Linked DNA regions of Anas platyrhynchos: region 2 is linked to region 1. The links are chromatin contacts, called in public Hi-C maps. All regions are on one chromosome and are shown on one strand. The core of a region is the stretch at or near the end of the contact, and the rest is flanking DNA. Distances in the headings are between cores, read along the strand shown. Region 1 overlaps RAD51B (RAD51 paralog B). Region 2 overlaps RAD51B (RAD51 paralog B).

The links. A called contact is a pair of places that touch in the nucleus more often than the background predicts.
Region 2: a contact with region 1 is called in a Hi-C map of subcutaneous adipose tissue, with 2.1 times the contacts expected there. The contact joins two enhancer-like sites. A contact is called at or near these places in 3 of 8 Hi-C or Micro-C datasets (liver, skeletal muscle and subcutaneous adipose tissue).

What each region holds. Positions count from the first base shown.
Region 1 is chr5:37,630,196-37,634,279 of IASCAAS_PekinDuck_T2T, forward strand. The region is part of intron 9 of RAD51B (RAD51 paralog B); the gene reads right to left. Among named protein-coding and RNA genes, the nearest start is that of ZFP36L1, 230 kb to the left of the region's middle. Within about 2 kb of position 1,761, at least 1 of the 8 cell types and tissues checked has an H3K27ac peak or open chromatin away from gene starts, as enhancers often do. A contact at or near this core is called in subcutaneous adipose tissue, where this site is marked.
Region 2 is chr5:37,685,587-37,689,529 of IASCAAS_PekinDuck_T2T, forward strand. All of the region lies in intron 8 of RAD51B (RAD51 paralog B), which reads right to left. Among named protein-coding and RNA genes, the nearest start is that of TMEM229B, 180 kb to the right of the region's middle. Within about 2 kb of position 2,220, at least 2 of the 8 cell types and tissues checked have an H3K27ac peak or open chromatin away from gene starts, as enhancers often do. A contact at or near this core is called in subcutaneous adipose tissue, where this site is marked.

The DNA.
Region 1 (4,084 bases), core at 511-3,010:
TTATGGCAAGACATTTACAACACTATAGTGTGTTTATTAAGTGTATTTTATAACAGCCAGAAGCTTGTGGGTTTTTTTCTCTTTGTTTTGTTTTTAAGTGGATAGCTATGAAGTACTTGCACTACCTTTCTGCTGTTTCTGGATTTATCTTTCAAAGTTACAGATGCAAAAACATTGTGGAAAACCTAAACCAAAGTTCATTCGAAAAAGAGAGTTTAATCCAAATAGAATCACAACTAAATAAAGCCATAAAACCAGAAACAGCTCTAAGTACACTGTAAGGAGCCCTTAGATTAACTGAGTTTGCAATGAATTCTGAAACACAAATAAATTCTAAGCGTACCTTTTGGGTCTTCTGGCAAACAGACTGCATAGCCTAGATTATTACCCATATGGGAGCTTTGCCATATTAAGGGAATTAACGTGCTGCTTGGCTTTTGATAGCATGAGTTCTTAAATGACTTTAAAGGTTCTGGTGTCTCAGTTTTGCTTTCCATATTAAAGCTGGCATAGCTAGCAGTAGTGGCTCATTTTGGAGGACATGCACAATTTCAGCACTGGCTTGGAAGAATGTGTTGCTCAGGGATGCACGTGTTCTCCATTTGAGGAAACCACTGAAATAAATATCACTGAAATAAATATTTATCAACTCAGCTATAACCATTTCCCCTTCATACTGGACAGTGCTGGACAACAGACTATATGGAATGTTAACGACTTGACTATTCATTCTTTTCATATGCCTCATTTAATTGACTAATGTCACATCAGATATACGCGTGGGGGGGACTTTTAAGTCCCACCAGCTCCAGTACAGTAAGAAAATCTGTTGCTTGTGTTTATTTTCCCAGTAGAGATCTACATCCCACTTTCTCTGCAAGGTAAGGAGCTAACTCTCTCAAAAACGATGATTTAGATTCTTATGTCATTATTTCCCAGAGGCAAAGAAAGTGTAACTTCAGGGGATCTGAAGTGTGACTGAATTTTCAGACATCTGTGGTAGTACCTTCGCTTCTCTTCTGCAGGTCTCCCGTTCACACACAGGACTTTTTGTTAGGTTCAGCGACATTCCACACCAAAGTCACATTTCTCAGTGTCTGCTGTGCCTGCTGCCTTGTACAGAATAGCCTTTAATGAATCGACTTCGCCACTAACCCAACAGCAAAAATTCTCTATTATTTTGTGTGCTGTAACAAGGTGGATGTTCCCCTTAAAAGATTTTATCAGTGATGTAATTTCCTAGTACAATCATGCCGGGAGGTGGGGCCGGGGGAGGGAAGAAATATTGTCTGAGATCAGCACCAAACCTTGCCTCATCTCCCAAGGGTGATGAATCACGCACCCTGCTTAGAATAAACATGTCCCGAGTAAAGGGGACTGTTGGATGGAGCAGATGGAAAACACCCTAAGCAGAGGATTTTGTTTGTCTGTAGACGCCAGCCCAATACATAAAGAGGAAAAGTCGCTGCTCTGTGATTAAGTTGCTGTCCCAAGTATCTCTCAACCCCTTCACAAACAACTTTTTTTTTTTCCCCTTTGTAATCCTGTTTGTAAAGTATTCAGATTAGCATTTATCTTTGCGTTGTGAGCATCTTGCTGTTCTCCATGGTCTATCTATTAGCTGGTTAGTACCTAGAAGCGCGTATTTTGCATAAACATCCACTTACGTGATTTTTTGGATGGAGGCACCAACGGCAAGGGAGGTGGGGAGAGAGAGTGTGTGGAAAATGTTAGAATCGGAGAGGGGAGCCAAGACCGAAATGGGGTCAGCAGCAGGAAGGGGAACGGGGTGGAGAGTGTCTGCGTCAAGCTGAACCGCCTGATAGAGGGAACAGCAAACAGGTCAGCGCTAGCAGGGTGTCACGATTAGTCGGCAGGACAGCACGAAGCAACGAGCATGCTGTGGGCATGCGAGGAAGCCACAGGACAGACTTTACAGAACACTTTAAATGGTGTATTTTATACATTTGAAAATTGGATTGGGATAGAATAATACAGTAGAAATTAACTCAGCACTGCTCCACGAGCCATCATGGTTCCTTTTTTCTCTTATTGCTCAAAGACAAGTCCAAAGCTCTCACAGGCAAGGCTGCAGAACTTATAGACAGCTCTAAGCAATTTTAATGCTTTCCTTATGGGGAAAAAGATGCTAGCATGCCAGCTGAAAAGCACAACAGCAAAAGACCCCTTGAAACTTCTTCATACAGCAATGAACAGTTACCTGTTTATGTAATGCTCCTGTACTCCATCAACTACACTAGCTTTTGATAAGTTTCTGATAATCTTTTATTACACTGTGTTGATCATGTTCTCTAAAATCCTCTGTGGAGGTTTTTGTAGTCCTGCTTTATCAGCTCAATCTCAGAGACTGATCTTTTCATGGTTTAACAGGGCTGTAGAGATCAATTGGAAGCTTTAGTACATAGCTGTTAAATACCTCTCCATAAAGACAAATGTTCTCACAGGAGATCCTCCAGATTACTTCCTCACTTCACCTAAGAAGCAAACAGTGACCTGTCTTGGCAGAAGGGATGCTTATTCTAATTAGAAATCTTTCCACAGGTCTACTTCCTCTATCACACAATAAAGCAGTAAGGTAAATTTGAAGGGATGAAGGGGTGAATAGACAACTATGAGGGAGTCAGAAGGTGTTAGAAGGATGATAGAGCCATCTATACCTTTGTGTTCAAGTGATATTAAAAGGGATTAAATGTCCCAGTCAACAAGCACAGAAATACTGGTGTAAATTCAGGTGGAATCCTGACTTCTTGTCTTCTAAACAATGCTTTCCCCATCACCCTCAAAAGCTCCAGTGATTTGATTGCAGGCTCAAGACGGCAGCTTCAGAATTTCATTTTTGTTTGCACTGGGTAGATGCCACCCTTTTTAGTCTCCTTTACTGTGGATTTCACAAATAGTTGCCATCCGCCAGTGGGTTTCAGGCAACTGCCAGGAGAGTCGATTCACCAGCTTGCCAGCCCCCTGCCACGCTCAGTTAGCGATCCATCCCAAGCACAAGGGAGCCTGTGCTTGGCAGAGGCGAGCTGCAGATAGTTGTTCCCTCCTCTCCTTGCTTTCTGGGTTAAGTCTTTCTGCTGACTGATGCTGACCAGATGGGCTCTCGATTTTAATAGTTATGTGAAAAGGAAAAATGATGTCTCCTGATGTACTTGCGCTGAACAGAAAACCCACCTCAGGCTGCAACATGCCAAGAGTTGCCCATTTCAAAACCAAAACAAAAGAGCCTAGATGCTTTACATCTATTGAAGCTGCGGAGTGTTTCACACTGGAACCGTGCATGCACACACACGCACAACAGGCTTCCCAGTGCAAGTGAAGGGGCTTATTAGAGATGAAAGACAGCCTCACATCGCCCCTTGTAAGGGACCATTGTCCCCCTTTCTGCTACAGTGTTCTGTGAAGCTGTGGGAAACAAATGACCTCCGAGCCACAGCACTGTGCGCAAGTGGGAAAGAAAAGGAAGGGGGAAGGGAGGCAGTGTTGTGGGAGGGCCAGCGTCCTCGCTGTCCCGTCTTCCAATGCTGTCCCCACAGTGCCATCCCTGCGCGCAGCATGGGGGTGTTTCTCAGGCCTCCAAGCCTTGCTGCAGCAGCCTGGACAGCAGCAAAACTGGAATCTGAGCTGAGAGAGCAAGGCATCCTCCTCCAGCAGCACAAAGGGTTCTCCCACCTGGCTGTTTCCTGGAGCTTTATGGTTGAAGGTGTGCTCCAGACCTCCTGCTTTTCATTTGTTCCTCTTCATATAGGTACTAAAAAATCCTGCTTCACTTGTAAGATGGGTAGGCAGGAATCAAACAACAGAGAAAGCAACAAGAATTAAATGAAGCACTGAGGAAAAGAGTGAAAGAAGGATATGTGTGGCAGACAAAGGAAAAAGTAGCTACAGCTGATGCTTATCCCACACTATTGAGCTTCTGGTTATGAGGGATGCTCAGAGGAGCAAAGGTGAGTTAAACAGTACTCAAGCACAAGTGAATACAAAACACCCTCATTTATTTTTTCTGGTCTTCTTGTCCTTTTTACTTGCTCTGCATAACCTTTCTTGCTGCCATTTGATCGATCTT
Region 2 (3,943 bases), core at 970-3,469, 56 kb after region 1:
GCACAGGGCACAGCAGGGAAGGATTTGTTGGCTGGGGAGCTCCTTCATATTTTTCTGACTGATTTCTTTAAATTGGTCTCGTTACTGAGCCCAGCGAGCAGACCTGCAATATTAATTACTGCTTTTTGTTTCAATATATTATTCTAATTTGCATACCACAGCAATGAGATTTTAATTAGATCTCAATGCTTTTATATGTACCTATCCACTTTTACCCCTATCTGCATCAAATAATTTCTACATGTTAAGTATTATTACCCCTATATTTTGAAGCAAAATAGCAACAGTCATTCAAAGAAAGGCAAAGAAAAACTGTGGCAGAGCTAGATCCCAGTACAGATATTGGCCACCTTCCCTTGCAATCAATACTAAATAAACCTGCAAAAAAGTGCATATATCCATAAAAATCAAATTTAGAAAAAGATGTTTTTAGTAGATCTGGTTTCAGAGAGTTGTGTTTTCTGTACCAAAAATGGAAGGTCATCCTGTACAAACTCAATATTTTTTCTGCTTCTGAATTTTGTTATCTTTTGCTGCGTATGTAAATGCAGTTGTTACATTAAGAATTTATGCAGATATTTTAGTTTTTACGGTAAGCTAATTTCCCTGTCTGTGTAATAGATGGAAGCCAACTAGCACTTCTTCCAGCCTGTATTGTTGCATTCTGATGTGCTGAGTTTTTTTTTTTTTCTCTCCACCCATAGGGTATTTTCCCATAGGAATTCCCATAAAGAATGTTTTTCCTTGCAGTGTCCTGGTCTCATAATTCTTGTCCCTTTCAATAAAGGGGATAATAAGGCACTTTTGCTCTGAAACTAGATCATCTATGAAGCAAAGTGCACTACCAAGGCCACACCCTAGCATTTGATAATTTGTTCTGTGACCTGTATTTGATCACATTTGGGACTTCGGTTTTTTGAAGGAAACACACCCAGATGGGGCATTAAATGAGAGGTCAAGCAGGTGATATCTCGGAGCTGTATCATTGCTGGACTGCCCCAGTGATTTACAATATTAACTATCTTGGATTTGATAGTGGCAAAAGTTACAAGACAGACTCCTTCCTATAAGGTAAGAACAAAGTCACCTTTGACACGGTACTCGTTTCAACTGTCTGTTAAGAGATCACCAGAAGCAAGAAAAAAGGAAATCCAAACCAACTGTCCATTTCATAGTCCAGTAAAATATTCTGTAACACACTAGGAAGAAAAATCGCCATTTCCCCACTTTCTTTATGATTTGGCCATACTGGAGCTACCACCTTCTAAGTCCAGAAAAAAAAACACTCTTCTCTTAAGATCTTTTATGTATATATATGAGAATGAATAAACTAAGAGATCTTCATGGAGATGGGAGTATCAGAAATGCTAACACACAGTGCATTTGAAAATATATAGAGAATATATATATATCAAATCTATTGCATAATTTTTCATATACTGATAAATTACATTCTGCTGTATCCTACCACATACTGTCAAGAAATTCATTCCCCCAGTGAATTGCATGCATCACTGTCACTAAGAATGTGTTTTTAAGTAGAATGTACAATACAATGCAGTAACTACGTGTATGAATGGGAATGCAAAAATCCTTCTGCCAAGTCAAATTTCACAAAAGAAAATGAAGGCATTCTTTTGGAACTTACCTGGAACACACAGATATTTAAAAAAAAAAAAAAAAAAAAAGAGAGAGAGGAAGAAAAAAAATGAGTGCTTTAGAGAGTATAAGATGTTGAAATCCTGGTTTTGCATCTCGTTGATATCACGTGCCCTTTCCAGCAGTAATCTTTTACCCTGGGAGACACTGACTCAGAGGGAAGCATGTCTATAACCAAACTGCCAACAACTGCTGCCGAAGCATGTGGTGTTACCCACACACACAACCATCGGATTAGGGGGGTTGCCGATCCATTTACTGACCAGCCTCAACCTTACTTACCTCGTGAATTGTGACAAAAATCACAGCCTGAGGTGATGTAGCTATGTAACTTGCGCATTATGCACCTTTCTTTAAGTGGAGTCATTAAAGTAAGAGTAAATGGAGTAACCTAATAATGAATACATCTTGCAGGGCCTGAAAAATGTGAAAACAAACAAACATTTCATAATACATATAAAAAGGCTTTTCAATTAACATCCTGTTTTGAATACATGGCTGATCCACAGCAGCCCCTGGCAACAGTCTGCCAACATCTCAGCACGGCATGCTTAGACACTCCTGGCAGTGCTTCCCTCCCTCTACACATCAACAACAAGCCTATTTATTATCCAGCCTGCCTGATCTACAGCCCAACGCAGCCAGAACCTGAAGCTATTTCCTTAAGATTGAATGAGTCAGGACATGAAAATGATTAATCAACATGAAGAGGTTTAAAGGCTGTGAGAAAACTGCTCTAAGTAAAACTGCTGTGAAGCAAGGGTTGCGTTTGGAAAGTTGGGGCTTTCCACAGGCCAACAGTACTAGGATGCTTTGTTATTTCTCTCTCAGTGTTGCGATGATAGCAATAGACAGACAGACAGAAGGACTATCGGTCTTTGATACTACATGCAGTCTGAGAGACCTACAGGTACAGTTTTATGACCTTTGGCAGGCAAACAGCCTTGCTGTGGTCCAGGCAGAAGGGAAACTGCATCAGCACCATGCCAGGACCAAGCTACCACACAGTGCCTCTGCTCAGGTTCAAAGTGGAAGCAAAGCAAACCCATGTCTACCTGAACTACTGACCTGGTGTGGAGGAAAACAGCATGTAATTACAATAAACGAGGAAGACTTTTTCTGCAGTAAAGAGGGGCCTTGCACCAGCCTCCATTGCCTAGCTTACAAGAAATAAAACAAAGGAAGCTGCTGCTACCTCACTCCCACACCTTCTGGAGGTGAAGTAAGGCCCAGCTTGGACAATAACAGAAAGCAAGGATGCTAGTTGCCATTCTAGTTGCTCATCCATGCAAATCATATAGCAGTAGGATACTAATTTTAAAGCATTAATGCTTTGAAAGAAGCCTGGCACTGAAGAGTTGGTAGATTTTAAAGTTTCTGTATCTTAAACAGCTACGATGCTGTGGAGCATTGTGTTATTTAAAGGGAAGAGAAAGAGGTGAACAAAGTCAACGGTTCTGAGGGCTGACATTCAGCTACTCACTCTACTGGGAAAACGTGGGTGAAACAAAGCAAAACACAGGCACAAGTAAATACAGCTGGAAAGTATTTGCTGTCCCTTAATTAAAAAAGAAAGGTCTCCTTTGCTACAGTAATATGTTTGCAGTAGTGAGAGTTCTTACTTAAAACCCCCTTCATTTATCTGTTGTGTATTTATCTATTTTGCAATACGCATTTGAATGTTGAAAACATTTACGTACGCATACACACACCTTATCCCATGGCAGTCTGTCTAGTTTTAAACAAAATGTATTGTTTCCAAATGCTGCTATTGCTATAGCTTTAAACAATGAGAGCTTCAGTACAGAGATTAATTATTGAAGGGACAGGGCAAAATAATCTTTTCCATGCTCCCTTATCACAGGGCTGCCAAACTACCTCTGGCTGAGTTCATTGTCCGCAAACATCATGTCTTCAAGTGCTGAGTAAACGACGGCGTTTGCAACTTTCACCAAGCTAGTAAGGTCCAAGATCTCCAACTCCCATCACATGAATATGAAAGGGCAACTAGGTGATAGCAATTTCTGTGTCCCCGTCACCTGGCAATAAGCAGCGATCGGAATGATTATAGTTTATTGTGTTTTGGCTGAGCGAAGTAAACAGTCACTGATAAGATTAGACTCCTGATTTAAACTTAGGAAAACAAAGCCTTTTCCTTGCCCCATCTTTCTTTACTTCTTCCTTGTGTCCTTCACATGGGTTAAACTGAATTACAGTTGTGCTGTTTATTCAGCAAATCTCTTTACAATTGCATTTGAAATTGCCAAGGCTCATCATCTTACAC